2 separate regions of the Sus scrofa genome follow, and region 2 is linked to region 1. The links are chromatin contacts, called in public HiChIP or PLAC-seq maps. All regions are on one chromosome and are shown on one strand. Each heading gives the region's core, a stretch centred on a gene start, on an enhancer-like site or on the middle of the called end of the contact. The rest is flanking DNA. Distances are from core to core; before and after follow the strand shown. Region 1 holds the start of ITPR1 (inositol 1,4,5-trisphosphate receptor type 1). Region 2 holds the start of BHLHE40 (basic helix-loop-helix family member e40).

Region 1 (7,266 bases), core at 2,244-4,743:
ATATAAACTCTATATGTAATTTTTAATATTGTAGTAATACATTAAACAAAAAGAAGCAGGTGAAATTAATTTTAATAATCTACTTTATTTAACTCAATCTATCCAAAATATTATCATTTGAACATACAATCAATATAAAAATTATTAATGAGATATTTTGATTTTTTTGTCCTAAGTTTGAAGTTTCATGCATATTTAATTAATTAACTAATTTTTCAATGGCTACACCTACGGAATATGGAAGCTACCTGCCCAGGGATTGAATCCAAGCTGCAGCTGCAACCTATGCCATAGATGCAGTAATGTTAGATCCTTTAACCCACTGCGCTTGGCTGAACCTCTGCAGCAACCTGAATTGCTGCAGTTGGATTCTTAATCACAGTGGGAACTCCTAGTGTGTATTTTATACCTACTTCACATCTCATTTAGAACTAGCCACATCTTAAATGCCTAAATGGCTAGTGGTTACTGTAATGGAAAGAAAATGTCTAGAAAATTCTTCCAGGAAAAAAAAAAAAAGCGCACACACACAGCAAAGAAAAAGAAGCCTCCTTCTCTTTCTGGATAATGGCGAATGAATTGAGCAGTGGCCTTTTTATTATGATATACTTTATCAGCAATCATCCATTATACATCATCATAGACAAATGTGGCAAAACTACTTTCTGGTGACCTAGTAGCTTCCAGAACCTGAGGCCAGTTGCAAAATGTTGAAATAGGATCTTTTCATACACATAGGTAAACTGTCTATGATGCAAATGGCCTATAAGATCTGTGTATTCAAAAATTATGTTCATCTAGCCTGCCATATGCCTGACACACCTTATGTTAAAACATTTTTTAAACATATCTACAAAAATGCCCAGAGGACTAAGGCTTGCTGGGTTAGGGACAGTAGGGAATATAAGCAGGAATAAAATATAGACCTTGTAGAATTCTCTTGTGGTGTAGCAGGTTAAAAACCTGGCCTTGTCGCTGCAGCATCTTGGGTCGCTGCTGTGGCACAGGTTCTAACCTTGAGCCAGGAACTTCCACATGCCGTGGGCACAGACAGGAAAAGGAAAAAAAAAAGCTGTTAAAATAATAAAATAAAATAAAATAAAATACAGATCCTGCCTTCAGTGAAATTTGTGATCTAGGCAGGAAGACAGTGAAGGAAGCAGCTAAAGGTCAAGTGTCCACTACATGGTTATTATGAAAATCACCCAACTCCTGCTTTCAGACACCATCAAGTTTTATTCAGCAAACCCATGTTAAAAATCCCACTGTGTTTCTGAGTTAGAAGCACAGGAAAAAATCATCCTTTAGTATTTACTACTCACATTTGCATAGACTGATTTGTTGAATTTGTTTGAATTAGTAGAGCCAAAAACCCTTTAGAAATGGAACAGATTGTTTTCCTGGGGGAGAAGAAGAGAGGGGACAGATGGGAGAGGTGTGGACCCCTTTGTTGTGACAAGGTGGGGGAGATTCTTGCTGATGGGAGTGGTAGCCTGAGGCATTAGGAATAAGGCTTTAGTGCCTAGGGACCAGAGGACAGTGGTGAAAGAGAGGAGGGGAGAAGAGTGAATGTGATAACCATTCCCAGATGCATATACATGCTTATATGAGCAGAAAAATACAATGCTCTTGTTTACTTTGGGGAAGCTGTGGAGGGTAGTAGTTAAGGTCCCAGTTTTGGGAGTCAGACGCCTACCCTCTGTGTGACTTGAGGAAAATTACTTAACCCCTCTGTGCCTCAGTGTCCTAAGTAAAAAATGTGGTTTGTTAATAGGATTTGACGAGATAATATATGTAAAAAGTTTGGAATAATGCCTGGCCCATGGGATGTGTCCAGCAAATTTCAGTAATTATTATTAGATTTGGCATTATAATGTCAGAAATAATTATTTGCCATGGTGCTCCCCTAATTTGTTCCTGAAGTTCCACAACACTGTTGACTCTGTATCAAGTAATCCTGAGAGGAAGTTGGCAAATTGTGATGATTTTCTTCCTCTAAGATGGCAAAACTAGGGCAAAGAGATAAAGATGACTTGCCCAAGGGCTCAGAGGCTACTCCTAAAATGCGGAGGGAGGCTGTTTAAGGCAGTGGTGATGGATTTCCCCAAAGACAAGGACTTGGTACATTTATAGACTGGAATTGAAATCCAGGCTGCACTACTTAAATTATGGTGTCATCTTGGGAAGTTACCTGATTTCTTTGAGCCCTCGTTTGTCAAATAGGGATAATACATATGCCTACGGTTGTTAAAACTTAACAGCTTTAAGCATGAAAAGTGCATGTGGTCTGGACTCAATAAAATCTGCCTAATTATTATTACCATTGTTGTTGCAGCAGATCTATGCGGTGGCAAGCTGTGTCTGTTCGGAATTCTATGATGTGGTTTTGGCTCACTACCATGCCCCAGTGCCTGGCACCCAGTAGATTCTCAGGAAACGTTTCTGCAATGAACGCACATCGTCTGAGGCAGGGAGGGCATCTGGCAGACTTGGCCTCCGAACTTAGCTTCTGCCCTTCTTCCAAAAACCAGAGTCTGAAGCAGATTGTAACCCGGGACGTCCAGGCTCTCCTGAGCAGTGAGCTGAAACCCATCTTGCCCCCGAAGCCCCTGTGGGAGCTGCTGGAGGGCACCCCGCCTGAACGCGCATCTTTGTGTAAGCTACTCATTCCAAAGCCCTTGTTTTTCTGGTTTGCGGTTTATTTACTTAAGCATTTACAGCTCCCAGGAGCAGAGGGGCTGCTAGAAGCAGGGTCAGGACCGAGGTCGCGGTTTGTATTTATTTTCTGCTTCCCAATCCCAGCCCTGGCAAGTCAAAACTCGGTTCCTTTATTTGTACACCGAGAGGCTTAAGTTTCTATACCTCCTGCGGGGCGAGGAAAGACACATGCAGTTCGGGTTCAGGAAAGTGCTCTCTAGCCACTTGCCAGCGTCCCTGCTAGTGTTGCTCCCAGACTTAATTTTCTGTGCAAACCCGAACCGGGCGGAGCAGATTAAATAAAGACAACCTCGCGCCTTTAATCCTTGACCGCAAACACTGGCTTTTTCGTGCCCTGGATTTCTGAAATTCTTGGCTCTGGTACTCAAAGCGGGGGGAGGGTGGGTAACAGCTTGTAAAAACTTCCCAAAGCAGAAATCCGAGCTCCTCTCGCCCCTTGCTACCAGGGACACCTGGATTCTAGGGAAAGGGGACAGCCAAAGGAGGAGCGTCCCCAAGGGTTGGGGGCGCCCTCCAGGGGTAGTTTTGGGTCGCCGTCTCCAAGTCCAGCCAGCTCCCAGCACTGAACCGGGTTTGAAGCCTCGGCGCGGGGCAGGACGCCCCTCCCTGTCCCCGCGCGCGTCTATTTAGAGCTCAGCCCGGTAGCCCATGGGATTCTGGGACTTGTAGTTCGTCACCGCGGCCCCAGGCGCCGCCACGACCCTGGGCTCGGACTACATTGCCCAGGGAGCTTCCCGGCCTATATAAGCTGCCAGGAGCCGCTTCAAAGTGCAGTAACCATGTGGATGTGCTGCTGAAGCGTTTCCTCAAGCTTGCTGGGGTGGGAGGAGAGGAGGAGGAGGTGGTGGTGGTGGAGGAGGAGGCAGAGGGTGGAGAGAGAGAAAGCGCACGCCGAGAGGAGGTGTGGGTGTTCCGCTTCCATCCTAACGGAACGAGCTCCCTCTTCGCGGACATGGGATTACCCAGCAGCCGCTAACCCCTCTCCTCGCCCTGCTCCCCCAAACCGGCGTGGCTCCCCGGGCACCAAGGTAGAGGTTGGGGCCGGGCGGAGGGCGCGGGGAGTTGGTACTGTCCCCCCGGGCGCAGAAGTTTTTGCCTCGCTTTTTGGTAGTTCTTGGTGGATTTGCATGCACTTGCGTGCATTTGGGGGTTCTTTTACTGAGGACGTTTTGGGGGGGGGTTCATTTGAGGTTAAAAAAAAAATTCTCAACTCCATCGCCTGGCTTTGAGGACTACCCATTCTGGATTGGAATGGCATTCCCCCAAGTTGGAAACTGTTGCAGCAGCTGCAGGAAATAGTTTTTTTTTTTTTGGGGGGGGGGGCGTGGGGATGTCCTCTGTGAGTCCGCTCAAGGAAATAATCTTTCTTAAAATGTAGCCCTCCCTCGTGCTGCATGGTTGGGAGAATAATGCATTTGGGGGTCCCGGTGAAGAGGGTTTTAAAAAACGGAAGAAAACCCGAGGAGCGGTGAAGGACCAAGTGTGGACGAAGCTCACGCCCGATGAGGATGCGGGCTTCAGATACTTGGCCTTCGCTCCGGGAAACAAGTGCTTTGGGATCTGCCAAACACTTCCCTTAGTCTCAGATCTTCCCGGCACACTGGAAGTTTGTGCGTTCCTAGTCTCACTTATCAGTTACATATTAGAAACAAATAGGCGAAGTTACCTGTAACCTTCACCTCTTGATCCCACCAACACACCCGTCAAATTTGGCGGTGGCGGTGGCCCTGTGTGTGTGTATGTAGGTGGGAGGGGGTTTGTCCCTCCAGGAAAGAGCCTAAAGAAAGTGGAAGTGTGGAATTTGAGAATTTCTATTAGGGACTCATCATCAGCCAATCTTATATTCAGTCTTCTTTCTTAATATGCAGGAGCTGACTACAGAGGAACAGGACTCGCACCCCTGGCTGGGCGTGTTTTGGCAACAGAGTGCCTGACCTGGGTCAGGTAAGTGTGGAAGCCTTAGAGCTGTAGTCCATAATAAGTTTTTGTCCTAGCCTATTTTAAGTTCTCTCTAAAGAGCCATGGAGAAGGGGAGCAGGAAAGAAAGGGAAATTCCATGGCTCAGTCTCCAAAATTTGTCACCACCTTGGATGAGGGCTTTAGGGAGCTGATGATAACCAGGGGATGGTCCTGCCTAGGGCTTTTGGTCCTGGCTCAGAAGTGAAGCAGCCAGGTTTCTGACAGGAGGGAAGAAAAACCCTCACAACAACATTAAATGGAGCAGTACAAGGGATGCCCATTGGTGACCTGAGAACTGAACTTGCCAGGTGGTGTGCTGAAGATTTAAATTCTGAAGGATGCAGTGCATTTCATCTGCCAAGATATGTAAGCAAAAATTATCTGCCTGCCTCTTTCAAAAATAGTCACTTTCTTTTTTCTTACTGTGAATGGGTGTTTAATCAGGGTCGGTTTGCTTGCAAGAAATGAAAGTGGTTGCTGGCCAATTGAAAGAATTAGAACTTTAAAAAGGGAAGTTCTTGAAGCATAAGATAGTAGCCTCCAGCCCTTGACTTGAAGCCACTTGAATGTCAAGGAATCTGGTGGATCGCTATGGTTTAGATGCCTGTCCTGGGTTATTAGCTGAGAGCTGTTTATTTGTAAACAGAAGCAGCTCCTATGCCTTCCTCCCCCAGATGTTCAGACTGCAGTTGAATAGAGGGAGATTTTAACTGGTGCACATACATCCCCGTTGCTGCAGAATTGAGCATCAAAAGTTTTTTCTTCTGAAACGGTCAGGAACAGGATCAACAGATCCTTTGGGGGACTGGGTCTTCATGATCGCTTCTAAATATTTAGCTGTTCCCTGGGCTACAATCTTTGGGCTTTGCTAATTAGAAAAGTCAGACACTTCATTATAGTAGTACTGTGCTTTTGTTTCCTGTTGATAAGATCCTCAGGAGTGCTGGTGGAGTGGGAAGCATTTGGATGTGTGAGGTCTACTTCCTTCTTGGAGTTCTCCTGAATCGCATGGCTACGTGGGCACTCATAAGGCCAAGGCTTGGGGTTAGTTCTCCTCTTCAGAGTAAGCTGCAGTCCGGGGAAAGTGGTCCACTAACTCTTCTATGACTGGTTGCTAAAAATAATAATAATAATACAATTAAGTACTTATAAGCCAGGTCCCGTGTCAGACATCACAGAAACCCTGTTGAATCAGGTCCAGGTGAAGAAGCTGAAGTTTGGAGAGTGAAAACACTTGCCTGTTAGTTAGCACACAGCACAGGAGGGGGAACACCAGGCTGTGGGACTCCACTGTTTCCCACCAGTGCACCTAAGGTGGGGGAGAATGAGGAAAAAAAACCAGGAAAAATGGTAAATTTATTGCTGTGGATGATATAACTCTTGCTTGTGTCCCACCATTGAGCAAAGTTACCCTGATGTAAGAGGAAAACGATGCAGCCACAGATGTAGGAATAAAAAGACTGTGGTTATCTGAGGAGGTCTTAGGGGTGGTACCGAATTCATTTTGGAATGCTATGTGCTGAAAGCCTGCAAGAGGAGAGGAAAAGAAACCAAGCCAAACAACAAGGAACAATGGCTAAGGTCTGCATTAGGTTTATCCCATACCTGAGATCCATCTTGATCATCTACATCAAGATATCTGAGCAGGTTAAATGGATCAGGTGTTTCTCCATCTGAATAATTTGAAAGTTTAAATTGCAGTGAATCTAAACTGTGAAATGTTAATATCTTTTCATACACCCTTCAGTTTGTTTTGTGGCCAATTTTCTTTTTCGTTTCTTACTTTCAGTTGCGCATGTATGTATGTGTTGAAAATATAATCTGCTTTTTGAATGATTCAAATTGGAACAGAATATCCTATCAAGATTTCCATCTCATCAGGCAGGGAAAGTTCTTCATCCTCTAAGTGAATTACTTCTGGCCTTCCCTTCACCTCAACCTAGGGAGGTTGTTTGGGGTTGCCAGTGGTGTTATCCATTTTAGCAAACTGCTTGCCTTTTGGAGGGAATTTGCTTCTTTAGGAAGGAGAGATGGAATAGTTGCTTAGAGGAGAAGAAATAGGTAAACTGAAGGCAGATCTTTTTTGCCTTTTATCTCAAAATATTTTCAGCTGAGGAAGACTATGGTCTGAAAGAGAAAGAAACTTCTGATACAATGGTATACAACTGACTTCCACAGCAAAAAAATTAAATGGCTTTTTAGCTCATTCACAATGCTCTCATGGAAAATCTGATTTCTTTACAAGCAGCTCTTAAAAAACCAAAATGAAACAACATACACTAAATGTGAACAACAACAACAACAAAAACCCAAATTAAAATTAGGCCTGGAGAGTTAGATTTTTTAAGTCAAGCTGTCCTTGGATACATCTAATTAAGGAGTCTACACAAGGCCAGTGCCCCATCTTGTTTGCTGTTGGTTTGATCTTTTAAAATGAAACACATTGCTTTCACAGGCTCTTTAGTAAGTGGAAGTACATACTATTTTTTAGTTCACTTAGGCTGTTTTAAGTTTTTATCTAGCTTTTTAAATGAAATTAAGGCTTGATATCAGTGACATGAATGACATATTTTTCGTGATTCTTACCAA
Region 2 (7,266 bases), core at 2,995-5,494, 460 kb after region 1:
ATTCAACACACTTTTATGATAAAGTCAGCAAAATAGCAATAGCAGAAGACTTCCTAAATTGGATGAAGGAACTACATCTTACCAACACATAATACTACACACATTGACAAAACTCTGAATATTTTACTCCTACAACTGAGCATAAAGCAAAGATATCCTGAAAGGAGACATTTATACCATTGAATTCAACTGGGACTAACATCTTATTTTATAAGTAATTTGTAAGACCTGCAAGTGTGCAGGTGCTATTGATTTCTTTCTAGTGGGGACCAGCCAAAACGACACCACTGTCTCTAATGTAGACCATGTTTTCAAACCATAGGTCAGGATTTATTTGTGGACTGTAAAATCAATTTAGTAAGTAAAGCACAATATATTTTTACTATTTTTCTAGAGACTCAGAATGAATATATCAAAGGGATATTATTTTGTAAATTTTCTTGTTTGAAATACATTGGGCTGGCATCTTCCTAAAAGGTTTAACTTTTTCAAGTGAGCAATGGTTACTCTCTTAAGAGAGAAAAGTGGTCACATTACTACAACTCAACCAAGCCTTGGCTGCCCTATGTTTAAATTTACTACAAGGGTGTGTGTGTGTTTGTGTGTGTGTGGAAGTCATGATGTAAAATATATTCGTTACTGTCATCTGTGATTAAAAAAATTCTGAGGCACCATCAACAGGCAAAAAGTTATATGATATCTGAGCAAAAAGGAGTGGGTAGGTGCACAGGGCTGTGGGCTCTAACTTCCTGCTAGTAAAGGCCTGCCTAACCCTTTCCAACACACAGCATTATACCATCAGAATGTTGAGCCTCACCAGTAAAGAAAGGAAAAATTTTGTCCTTCCTTGAACAAAATTTTCTTCTATCTACATTTAGAAGAGACAAACAGAGGAGAGGGCTATAAAATATCAGGATTACCCAGTGCAACTGCTCAGAGCTGCATCACACAACTCTAGAGGATAGTTTCAGACAGACTGCAATGTGAATGGCGCCCCCTGGAGTTGAGCAGCGTACAATCTGGAGAGCTACAAGCAATAAGTTTAGTGATTAAATGCACAAGCTTTGGAGCCCAGCAAACCTGGGGTCTAGTTCCAGATTTAATTTCAGGTTCTATAACCTGGGCAAGTAATTTAACATCCCTGAACCTCAGTTTCCTCTAGAGGACACATTACATATTCCTAGGATTTGTTCAGTGCTCTACACCTAGTGGTTTTCAATAAATATGTGGTGAATGTGAAAATGAGCTAATACGCACCTTATAAGGTGGTGGCAAGGAGTAAATTAACATACACAATATTTTTACATATAGTCTAAAAACTAGCATATGGTAAGCACTAAACACATATCTACAAAAAGCAACGAATGGAAATATTAAGATTCTTCAGGATGGAAAGATGCACTGGGGAAAGGCATTATTTTGTTTAAATCAATAAAGCATCATCATAAGCTATTGAGAGAAGAAAACATCAAAAATAATATAACATCTGGATACGGTCAAACTTTGGTAGGATGGGGATGATTTGTGACAAATTGCACTTGGAACAAATAAGTAGGAAATGACTGTTACTTCCAGTTGTAGGTCAGGTAAGGGCACAAAGTATTGATAACTTCAAAGCATTCTAAGAATCTGAACTGTCTGGGTTCACTCTTGGCATGGGGGGGTGCAGTGACAATGAGGGGACATGTGTTCCTTCCCCAGTGCTTATTTCCTGGTGGAATTGTGGTTTGGGCACAGTCAGAACAACTCTCCACCCTTATTAAAGTCTCACAATGGAGCAGGTCAACCTAGACTGAAAGCACAAACCCAGGACAGACTCCAGTGCCCTCCTGCCCAGGGTTCTGCGGCCCACCTCCCGGCAGGAAGCTTCGGTGCCTCCGCTGTCACTGCCCCCAGAGAGATGGCTGATAACAAAAGCCACGAAGGTACATTCCAGAAAGGAGGAATGCTGAGCCCCCAATCCGCACCCCCCCCACCCCCTACCCCGGCCCCAGTGAGGTCAGCCAGTTAGCAGTTAGAAAAGGAGGCATTTCTCACACTTGCTAATGAATTTGACGCTTGCGAAACATAAACAGGAAGTGGGAACTCTCCAAAGCGACCTGAAGGAAATCCACTCCCAGTCTGGTCAACGTGTGAATCCCAGTTCTTTAGGTTGTCAAGGACACTGCCAATTAATACTGACCACCCTCCCCCTTCCCCAACACCCACCCACCCAAACTGCACTCTAGGCTAATCTTCACGGGTCTCACCCCATCTTTTTCAAGCCTTCCCACAGCCAGGTCACTCAGCAGCGGGGTGACTGACCCGAGGCGCAGTGGGAAAGGCTTACAGTCATCTCTCAACTCCCCGAACTTGCAGGGCAGGGCAGCGTAGAGGTCAGTGAAATCCCCAGCCAGGCCTTATTTTAGTCATGAATTTCCACTGGCTCCCTCCTCTGACTGCATCAGCGATGCTCACGCCGCGCGCTTGGAGTTTCAGCTGTTTTCCTTGCTCCAGGCTGAGTTAGAAGGTCACAGAGGCCGGACTTTTCCGGGGAAGGTAGGTGGGGGCCTCAGGCGACCTAAGTGAAATTGCGGAGATCTCGGGCCGCTGGGAAGAGACCTTTCTGCCCCAAGCTCCGGGCAGTGTGTTAACTTCTCATCCCTCCTCTACCCAGGCGTCTTGGTTAGCATTAAATACCATTTTTAGTAGGAAACCCCCCAAAACAAAAACACTTTATCTTTTTTTCCTCTGTCCACCAATGGCACCGATATCGTTTTCCAGGGCTGCCTTGCCCAAGGTATTATCTTCCCAGAGGTTCCTGTAAATTCAAGGGCAGAATCTGCGTTGGATTCCCCCACGGTGTGTCTAGCAACGGGGACAATGCCTGGCACAGGGTAGGGAAGTCAACAAATGCGTGTAGAATGAATGAATGCTAAGATGTCACTGTGAAGGGCAGATAGTTTTTCCTAGTCTCTCTCCCTTTCCTCCATCTCCGGGTGAGGATCCCACACGGCACCGCCGAAGTTCCCGGAGGGAGGGAGACGGCAGACTCCGGCGGGCCACACCGGCCCGGGGCTCTCCGTCCCCCGGTCTGGGCAGAGGGGCTCGAAGTCGGGGACGCTGCGGCCCGAGCTCCGGCCACGTGAAGTGTCACGCCCCGCGCTGCTGCAGGGCAGGCGCCGCCGCCACGGTTGTGTAACGTTGCAGCCCGAGGGGAGGCGACCCGAGCGCCTCCGCTCCGGTGGGGGCAGAGAAGGGAGGGAACGCAGGGCTCCGCGCCGGGTATCTTTCTGTGCTTGACTAGTCCAAGGCGCGCGGGGGGGGGGTACTCTGGAGCACCCTGGGGGGTGGGCAAGTGGGTGCCCGCCAGCGCTCAGGCTGTGCCCGGGAGCGGAACTCCGGGGGAGCCAGGGGCCCGCCGCACGCAGCCTCTCGGATCAGGTGCGCAGAGCGTGCTCGGCGGCGGCCTCGGCTGCCCCTGCGCTTGGCTGCCAGCCCGCTTCCCATGGGGTGACATCCGCCCCGCCCCTCGGCCCCTCCCCACGTCGGGCGATTCCTGGACTCTGGGCTGGAGGGTGGGGGCAGGGAAGCCGGCACCGAAAGAAACCCCAGCCCCTGGGGAAGGCAGGGGGGCCGGGCGACTCCCTCGGCTGAGCGCTGGTTCCTCCGAGCGGACCGCGCGGGGGGAGGAGGAAACGGGTTGGGCTGGAGCGAGCGAGGGGATATTCCTCTCCCGGCTTGAGTCAGAGGCGGGCGGATCCGTCCTCCCCCTTCCCTCCCAGGAGACGGGAACTTACTTCATTTCCCTGGGGCAGGTTCGCCCACGTTACCAACCTCCCCTCCCTGCCCCCCCCCCCCGGCTCCCCGGGCCCTTCCAGCTTCCGCGCCCCCCACCCGGCTGGGCAGGACCCAGGCCGCGCTGCCACCCCCTCTTCGGGGAAAGGCAGCCGCAGACACCTGGGGGCCGGAGCTGGGGGTGGGGGCTCCCTCGCAGCCGCGGGAGCGTTGTCCAACACGTGAGACTCATGTGATGAAGCCGGGGGAGGGCGGGCAGGTCGCTCCTTCCCTCCCCGGCAGCGGCCAGACGTGCCTGGAGTCACAGGGTAGAACACGTAGCTCCAACCCACCCACTCGCTCCCATTTAACCCAGCCCGCAGCCTCTCCATTACTCCTCGGCTCGTTCTCCCCCCACCCCCCCACTCCACCCTAACCGCCCCCCCCCCGCTCCCTCCCGCCTCCCCGCCCGCCCCACTTCTCATTCACTTGGCTCGCACAGCGCAGACGGCGCAGGGAGCACACATCGCCAGTCTGTGCGCAGAGCCTGAGCCAGAAGCCGCGGGGACACCATGCACGCCCCCAACTGAAGCAACACCTCAAAGCCGAAGCTCCGGGCAGCCGGAGGATTTCAGGGAGCTCAGACTCAGAGGAACTCCTGAGGAGAGACCCCTCGAAACCTCTCCAGGACAGTCCTCACCGGACTCTCTGCCACTGCAGACAGGAGCGCACAGTGGCCCCGGCTCGCCGCGCCATGGAGCGGATACCCAGCGCGCAGCCGCCCCCCGCTTGCCTGCCCAAAGCACCAGGACTGGAGCCTGGAGACCTACCAGGGTAAGTTGACACCCCCGGCCCCTTCAAGCCTCAACTCCAGTCCTGCGTTCTGAGCGACTTTCAACTCGGAATCGCTCTGGGCGCATATGCGGGTTCATGCCCGCCAGGGTTCCTGCAGCGGGTGCGCAGGCAAAGTCACGACCCTTCTTCGTCCCTCTCCCTGCAGGATGGATTTTGCCCACATGTATCAAGTGTACAAGTCGAGGCGGGGAATAAAGCGGAGCGAGGACAGCAAGGTAAGGGCCCCGGACCCCTGGGGACCCCAGCCCCTAGCACGCACTGAGTTCCCAAGAAAACTTTTCTCACTTTGAGGTTGGAGGGGGTATGCAAGGTGCGGGGTCCGTGCCTGGATGGCTTGGAGAAGAAGGTAGTTCTGGGTGTGACTCTGTTCATTTGCCCCTACTCTTCTCGCGCCGCGGGGTAAGGGAGGAAAAGGGCTTCTCATCCTCCTCCTCCGGAGCCCACCATTTCCCCGTGCGCCTTGCAGGAGACTTACAAACTGCCGCACCGGCTCATCGAGAAAAAGAGACGTGACCGGATTAACGAGTGCATCGCCCAGCTGAAGGATCTCCTCCCCGAACATCTCAAACTTACAGTAAGTGAGAAGCTGGCCCTTCTCCAAACCAGCTCCTTTGCCCAGAGGGCGGTCGGGGGTCACTCGCCGCCTGCAGGTCCCGCCGGGAACTGCAGGCCAGACGGCTGGATTCGAGCTGCTGGGTGGCTATTTGGGGTACACTTCCCCAGTCCTCAGAATTTTCTGGCAGCCTCATGCAAATAAGGTGAAAACCGTTTGTATTTCTCCAGTTGGCACCAACACCGGCTGGCCTTCCTTTGCAAGAGTTTAAGGCTCACCGTTCTGGTGATTTTCAAGGTTCTCTTGATTTCCTAACTTGAGCAAACCAAGCAACCTGCAATTTTTCTTAACCTCTTTCCTCCCCATCTCTTTTTAAAATGAGAGGACTTGTTTGGGTGTGTGATTTTTTTTTTTTTTTAAACATCCTGTCCTTTCTTGGCAATGGTCAACAGCTTACTAGCTTGACAGCCTTTGGTTGGGGAAAGGGAAAAAAAAAGAAGTATTTAGGGGGAAGAAAAAACTTAGATGAACTGGAAGTTATGACAGGGTGTCAGGAAAGAAACTAGGGAAAGCCTCTTGGCTGCCAGACACAGTAGAAGTCCTTCCTCGGGTTGACACCACTGCAGAGAAATGTAATCTTCGGATTCCCCTGAGTTAAGGTCAGCAGAGGCTGCTGGAAAAATTTATCTGTCAGAGCTTTCTCCTGAGGTAGCTGCTGCTTCCAAAATGCCTCCAAAGATGGGTGACACTCATTTGTTGTTTTTTAACTAGTTTTTTTTTAATAATTATATATATATATATTTTAAACATCTATAAACTTAAAATGAAATTTAGCCAACCAGGAAAGGTTGTTTTTGTTTTTTTTTCCCTTTAGAGACATCTCTCATTGCTAATAAGGGTCCCAGAGGTGGGACTTCTCTGAGCTCCCTGCTGACTGAGGCTCTTTTTATTCCAGACTTTGGGTCACTTGGAAAAAGCAGTGGTTCTTGAACTTACCTTGAAGCATGTGAAAGCACTAACGAACCTAATTGATCAGCAACAACAGAAAATCATTGCCCTGCAGAGCGGTTTGCAAGCTGGTGAGTTCCTGAGCCTGGCTATCTCCTAAGAGTTCTAGCACAAATGGAGAGCCTGTGGGCTCAACATCTGACATAAGAAACATTCCTGCAACAAACTGCTTATGCACATTCACTGGGGAAGATGCTGTTTTATCTTTCCTAAAAGGTCAGACTTTTCATTTGGGAGGCTGCTATGTGCCACCTGGCATGAATACGTATTAGTCAAACGGTAAAATATTTCTGTGGCATTTTGGCTTAAAGAGTTTCTAGGTTCTGGGAGTTTTCCCCCCCTTCCTTTCAAAATGCCAAGGCACCTATAATTTGCATCGTGGGTGTTTTACAGTTAGTCTTCTTAGCCCTGTTTCATTGGAGAATAAAATCATGGGTATGCCCCAGTGTTTTCCTGTGTCTCTACTTCCTTATCACATGGTGTGTGGTATGATCCTGGCAGGATGACAGCAGGAGTTTTTCCTGCATTTCATGTGGTTCCCTGAATAGCCACTAGGTATCTTGGTGAATTACACAATCTCACGAAACCACTGAAGTTTCATCATGTTTCTCCTGACTTCCAGAGAATCACAATCACCTTCCAGAGAATCACAATCACGTCTCGTCTCACTCTTTCCAGATAATATTGTACACACCAGGGAGAAATTCTTCTATCCAATCCCTCATTCCTTTCCTCTCTGCCCCTCTTTCCAAACTGTTATGATGAGAGTCACAAGAACCTAGCAGGTGCTTCTGCCAGTTTCCTTGTTGAAAATAAGAAGATGATCCTACCTAATTTCTTGGGGATCGTGGATAGAATACAGGGGAAAGACTGAGGAATGGCCTTTAAAGATTACAGCATGCCTGCCCCTTGTATAAATCATTGAAAATAAGCGTACTTCAGGTGACAGTGTTCCTTCATTCTCATGACTATCTGGTCTCTGTCCATCTTGCTATGGTAAGACTGATGTTCTACAAATTGACTCTAGCTATACACATACTAGGTCGTTCTTTGCTGTGTCGCTTACAATGAAAAAGCAAGCACAACCTATAAAT

The links. HiChIP or PLAC-seq counts read pairs in DNA pulled down with a chosen protein or histone mark.
Region 2: a contact with region 1 is called in an H3K27ac HiChIP or PLAC-seq map of alveolar macrophages. The contact joins the promoter of BHLHE40 here to the promoter of ITPR1 in region 1. A contact is called at or near these places in 2 of 2 datasets of contacts at active chromatin or transcription factors (alveolar macrophages and skeletal muscle).

The regions. Positions count from the first base shown.
Region 1 is chr13:61,064,638-61,071,903 of Sscrofa11.1, forward strand. It overlaps ITPR1 (inositol 1,4,5-trisphosphate receptor type 1), which reads left to right and starts at 3,494. Exons shown (of 59, transcript XM_021069282.1): 1 at 3,494-3,746; 2 at 4,587-4,662.
Region 2 is chr13:61,523,768-61,531,033 of Sscrofa11.1, forward strand. It overlaps BHLHE40 (basic helix-loop-helix family member e40), which reads left to right and starts at 4,245. Exons shown (of 5, transcript NM_001245010.1): 1 at 4,245-4,590; 2 at 4,757-4,826; 3 at 5,078-5,185; 4 at 6,120-6,243. The coding sequence starts at 4,511. LOC106505661 (a long non-coding RNA gene) reads right to left here and starts at 5,071. Exons shown (of 12, transcript XR_002337646.1): 1 at 4,897-5,071; 2 at 4,587-4,750.